2 separate regions of the Mus musculus genome follow, and region 1 is linked to region 2. The links are chromatin contacts, called in public HiChIP or PLAC-seq maps. All regions are on one chromosome and are shown on one strand. The core of a region is the stretch at or near the end of the contact, and the rest is flanking DNA. Distances in the headings are between cores, read along the strand shown.

Region 1 (2,700 bases), core at 128-2,627, 250 kb before region 2:
CTCAAATGGACAGACTTTTACAGAGTTGGAGTCACAGAGCTTGCTGACCATGAGACGAATGGGCAGTGGGGCAGTGGGCAAAGTGCTTGCCACTCAAACATGAGGAGCTGAGCTTGGGTCTGCAGTAGCTAAGGGAAAAGCTAGGTGCCACAGCTTACATTGTTACCCAGTGCAGGGGACATGTGGTGTGTGTGTGTGTGTGTGTGTGTGTGTGTGTGTGTGTGTGTGTGTGTGTGTAGGCAGACTCATGGAGTTGGCTGGCCAGCTAGTCTAGCCAAATTGATGACTTCTGTGTGAGACCTTGTTTCAAAAAATAAGGTGTAGAAATGATAGAATAAAATACCCAATAGTATCTGGGCAGTGTTGGCGCACACCTTTGATCCCAACACTTGGGAGGCAGAGACAGGCGGATTTCTGAGTTTGAGGCCAGCCTGGTCTACAAAGTAAGTTCCAGGATAGCCAGGGCTATACAGAGAAACCCTGTCTTGAAAAATCAAAAACGGAAAAAAAAAAAAAAAAGAAAAAGAAAAGAAAAGACCCAATCTCGAGAGGTACACATGCATACACCACACACACAGAGAATGAGGACCAGGTGGCACCGGTCATCTGAGCTGAAAAAAAGACTCCAGCACTCAGGATGTACAGACGGGAGTTTAGGAGTTCAAAGTCTTTACCAAAAGGTGAAGACCCCACTCCTAGTAGCAGATTCGAGCACATAAGTTCAGGGCTCCGTTCGGTGTGGGTCTGGTGGAGGGAGCTATGGGAAGCGAGGAGACAAAGACAGGAGAGGAGAGCCTGTGGAAAGAGTCCAGTAGGTGGCATGGTTTTGGAAATGTGGGTCTGAAGAGCAGAGTTGATCAGGTAGCCAGCCATCTAAAGCACACTCAGAGGGAGAGAGAGCATGAGGCAGGAACTCCAGGCACATCTGTTTTCATCGTGGAGTTTAAGAGAACCGGCCGGGAGAGATGGTCCAGTGGATAAATGTTCATGTCACCAAACCAGATCTTCACAGTTGGAATCTAGTACTCCACAGGGTGGAAGAAAAGTACCGACTTCTCCACAAGGGAGCTTCCCCCATTACTTACTTCCCAAATTATTAAGTAAATAAATAAATGTAATTTTTTTAAAGGTTAAAAGAAGAAGAAGAAAGGAAGGTGAGCCTTTGTTGCCTCCGGGAGGGTTTGACCTCCGCACTGAGGAGCCTGCTGGTCCATAAGTCTTGCCTGCGGATCCGGCAGTGCTTGGAGGATTTCGATCGCCCTCCGGCTCGAGTTCTCTGCGGTGGTTAGAGGTCCAGGGCCGGGGACTAGGGCCACGTACAGAATCGCAAGAGGAAGGGGCGCGGCTCCCGCAGCCCTGCCGCCACTCCAGACTCCGGCCCCTCCTCGGCCGGAGGTGGCGCCTCCCCTGCTGCGGCCGGAGACTGGAGGTGGCGTCGGGAGCTGGAGCCCAGGGCTCGGATGTCACTGAGGGATCGCCGGCGCCCTGAAGTGCGTCTCGGGCTGGAGCCACAGGTACGCAGCGGGACCGGGTGAGGGGACACACAGCGCGTGGTCCACAGATCTGCTTCCCAAAAGGGAGACAAGGACGGGAGGGTCGGGGCGGCGACAGCGGTGGCCGCGAAGCAGCCTGACTGACCGTCATTCTGTCTGGACCTTCCGACCCGGAGTCCAGACCGGCCGCGCCAGTGGAATCGGGCCCCTGCGCACCTTTACTCTCGGCCAGGCCTGGCAGGGGACAGAGCTGTCCAGGTGGCCCAGCTGTTGCAGGGACGCAATGTACACAGTGGCGTCCGTCTCAGGACCCTCTGTTCTTGAGCTTCGATTGCTGGAGAATCCGGGTCCCTCCCAATCCCCCGATCTTCCCGGACCGTGAACCCCACTGAAAAGGCCTAGAAATGCACTGATCAGAGGCCACCCGCTCTCCTAGTGTTCCAAGCGCCTCTTTCCTCACCTCTTTGTGTGGTTCTGCTGCCCCTTGTGGTCCCCAGGGCTTAGCTTTTGCCCTGGGGTATGTGCTGTACCCATGGCAGTGACCATCTTTACCTAGGTGTCATTCACCCTCTGCTTTTTCTACACCTCCTGGAACCTGCGTCTCACAGAGTCTGCCCAAGACCAGCAGAGACTGTATAACCAGCTACTATGTTGTAAAATAGATGTCTCACAGGGGTGCAATGTCACCCATAGCTTTGGAGACTAGAAAAGAGAACCAAGGAGTTTGCCTGAAAGCTCACCCATCAGACCTAGCCTGGAATGCTAGGATTTAAGATCTGAGCATTGAACCCTGAACCTCTGACTCTAAGGAGAGTCAGGGAGTGCAGTTAACAGCCCTCCAGGTACTGAGGGAAGGCTGGAGGCAAGGAAAGGCCTGCACAGGTCCTCACAGGAAGACAGATGGGAGGTGGCCCTTGAGAGGACTGTTTCATTCCCGATTAGCTCGGAGCTTGACTTTTCTCCAGTGCCTCTCCTGTTCCCTGACCTGGACTTACATGTGTTGCCTTGGTCTGGTTTTGCCCACTGAAAATTGTCTTTATCAAATTTCCCAACAAACCTTGCCTGAAGTCCCACGTCTGGTTGCTTGCCTGGGTCCACCTTCACTCGAGATTCAGCCCCCAGTGCCAGCTTCATCCTTCAGGTCTGGTGTTTCCACCCTCAAGAGCCCTAGTTCTGAGCCCCGAGCCCCCTTATTCCTTTGTCAGGT
Region 2 (2,950 bases), core at 216-2,715:
GGTGCGTCCACTGCAGGTGACCATCTTCTCTGCATACTTTCCACTCTAAGGTCCTCTACAATAAGCAACCACTACTTTTAGAATTATAAAAATTTAATTCTTAAAATACAAAACTTTACAGACACCATTACCTTGGGATCATGAACAAATGTATTTCCTTTGGTTCCAGGAGGGAAATCTCCAGTACAAATATACTTTAGACATTCAATGATGGTCTAAAAAAAGAGCAAGTTGTGTGTTATTTAGTGATGAGAACCACAGTAGTTTATGACAAATATTCATTCACAGCCAGGTGTGGAGGTGTGTATCTACAATTCTAGCATTTGGTGGACAAGAAGATCAGGTCAGCCTAAGCTATGTGGGATGCTGTGTCCAAAATAAATAAATTAAATAATAGCAAAAAATATGTATACATGTAGCTAGTGATTATAAGCGCTTTATTATGTCTTCCTTCCAGGAGATCAAGGCTAAGAACAGACCTGGTACAATGTCAAGTAACATTTCCACATAAAAGTCCACCTCCTGACATTCAACATCCAAGTTGGTATTTCTGGCTATCTTGCAACTTATTGTGTAGATCAAACTGGCCTCAAACTCATAGAAATGGGCATGTCTCTGCCAATCTAGGATTAAACGAGTGTGTCACAACGCATTGCCCAAATCTTCAGAAGTAATAAAATAATTTTCCAGCGTTAGGGCTACTCTATCAGCTTCATGTCCACAATAAGTCTTTTTTTTTCCATCGTTATGTTTTACCAGTAGACATGTTTTGCAACTCTAGGTTACCTATCTCTCATATTTAAAAAAAAAGCTTTTTGGAGGGGCTTTTGGGAGGTCCCAGTTGGGCACAGGTAGGTGGCGAGAGTCTGCTACGCTTCCGGAACTAGGGGGCGGGGCTGGGAAGCAGGGGCGCAGCCGGCCTTCCCCGGGAACGAGATGCCAGAGCGGAGCGCACGCGTGGGCTTCCGACACTCCGAGTTGCTGGGCCGGACCGGCTCTGAGGTCCCCGAGGCCCACGCAGCGCGCAGGGCGACGCCCTAAACACCTTCTGGGGCCCTCGCCTCAGGACTTACCGTCTTCCCCGCCCCATTGGGTCCAACCAAAATTGTGAGGGGGCTGAAGAAAGAGATAATCTGCTTATCTTTATCCTCTATCCCAAAACTTCGCACGCCCAGAATGCTCATCTTTTCGATCCGGGACATGTTTGCACCACGTTCCTTTACTCAGTGCCAGGGGCGAGTTTTAACCTCAAGGCGGAAGCTGGGCAAGCCGGGAAGGAACGCCGCGAGAGGACCCAAAAGTTCCGAACACGCGCTGCGAGCAGGAGCTCCGGTGGCGAGAGCACTTCCGGCCCCGCGGGCTTCGGTTTCCCGGGAGGGCGCGGGCCGGTTAGGGTCTGCACAGCCCAGAAAAGCCAAGCGAGCCAGCAACCGTAAGCTCGCACATTCCCGCCTCGCACGACCTGGGGTCACGTGGGGGCGGGCGCGTACTTGTCCACGCCTCTCGCACGCCCGGGGCATGCCGGGAAGTGGGAGTCCTAAGCAACACGAGCAGGACGAGTAGCTGTTGTCTTTTAGAAGTTGGGCAGGGAGGCAGCTGCCACCTATCACTGTTTGCTTTGACGTTTTGAGATCGGGTCTAGCTCTGTAGGCTCGAACTTGCGATTCTCCTGCCTCAGTCTTCCAAGCGTCGCTATTACAGAGCCTCCTAGCCCATCTTAAGTAGCGAAGACCATACTTTACGTCCACATTTGGATCCCTGGACCGCATGGGTAGGCTGGGGTGCAGTCGGAGACCCCAGTTAGTGGTTTGTTAATGACATCTACTGTACGGACAGTACTGTTTAACAGCGTTTTTCACTGTCACTTTTTATTATTATTATTATTTTTTTTTTTTTTTTTGGTTTTTCACTTTATAGTGGCGAGTAGTTTCTCTTGATCACGTGACTGTGGTGCTGCCATTACAATAGACTGCACTCTTGTATATATTTTTCCTTTAGAATAAATCAGTTTTCATTTCTACTAAGCTGTAAATGTTGCTAGTTAATGCTTACATAGGCTTGTGTTGAGATCCTTGCAGAGCTAATGGTTTTGTGAGCTGGAGAGGTGGCTCAGTGGTTAAGAGCACTTGCTCTTGCAGATTGTCGGGGTTCAATTCCCAGCACCCACATGGTGGCCCCAACCATCTGTAATTCCAGTTCCAGGGGATCTAACACCCTCTTCTGACCTCCCTGAGTTCCAGGCATAGACATGCTGTAATACATGCAGGCAATACACAAAGTATATATGTGTGTGTAGGCTTTTTTTAAAGTTTTGCCACTGAACTATTAGTAACATATACAATGCCTCCACCCTCAGCAGTATTTAAAAGTGCAAAAGGAGTTTAAGACCAAAAGTTTGTGGACCCAAAACCAGATGCTGTTCCAAGACAGGGTTCTTATAAGTAGGAAGAAAGTCCGCTCCTGTCAACAAGGTCACAAGGTAGGAATTAGGTAGAAAGGGGCTGGCTATGGAGGCTCAAACCTGTAATTCCTGCACTCAGGTGAGTGACTGAGGCAGGAGGATGCCTTTCACTGTTAAGTGTGGACTAAGAGTGAGACCCTGTCTCATACAAAAATAAAAGGCTGGCCTGGCGTGCCCAGCCCTGATTCATAGATCAACAGCACAACTCTTGGACCTAGGCTCACAGAACATGTCAGAAGAGGGGGTGAAGAGATTGTAAGAACCAGAGGTCCAGGAAACCTGTGAGATTGTGTCTCCTAGAAATGACAGAAAATTTCACACATGATACCATAGCAATATGGCTGCCTAAACAAGACCTGAACAAGGACAGCATCAGTAGACATGCTGACATGGAAAGGGAGCCCATAGAGAACTACAATGGAATTAACTGCTGAGAAGAGAAGAGGTGGTCTTTTCTGGGGAGGAGTTGGTTATCCAATACCAAGTGGT

The links. HiChIP or PLAC-seq counts read pairs in DNA pulled down with a chosen protein or histone mark.
Region 1: a contact with region 2 is called in a FOXA1 HiChIP or PLAC-seq map of pancreatic cancer cells. The contact joins the promoter of Shroom1 here to the promoter of Rad50 in region 2. A contact is called at or near these places in 15 of 39 promoter capture datasets (the C10 cell line, the HPC-7 cell line, the SN4741 cell line and 10 more), 7 of 484 Hi-C or Micro-C datasets (the C2C12 cell line, the N1E-115 cell line, bone marrow-derived macrophages and 1 more), 27 of 115 datasets of contacts at active chromatin or transcription factors (the 230-238 cell line, the NIH/3T3 cell line, the SCID.adh cell line and 19 more) and 4 of 9 other capture datasets (adipose tissue, embryonic stem cells, liver and 1 more).

Annotation. Positions count from the first base shown.
Region 1 is chr11:53,455,828-53,458,527 of GRCm38.p6, forward strand. Shroom1 (shroom family member 1) reads left to right here and starts at 1,378. Exons shown (of 8, transcript NM_027917.3): 1 at 1,378-1,514.
Region 2 is chr11:53,705,854-53,708,803 of GRCm38.p6, forward strand. Rad50 (RAD50 double strand break repair protein) reads right to left here and starts at 1,466. Exons shown (of 25, transcript NM_009012.2): 1 at 1,074-1,466; 2 at 132-215. The coding sequence starts at 1,202.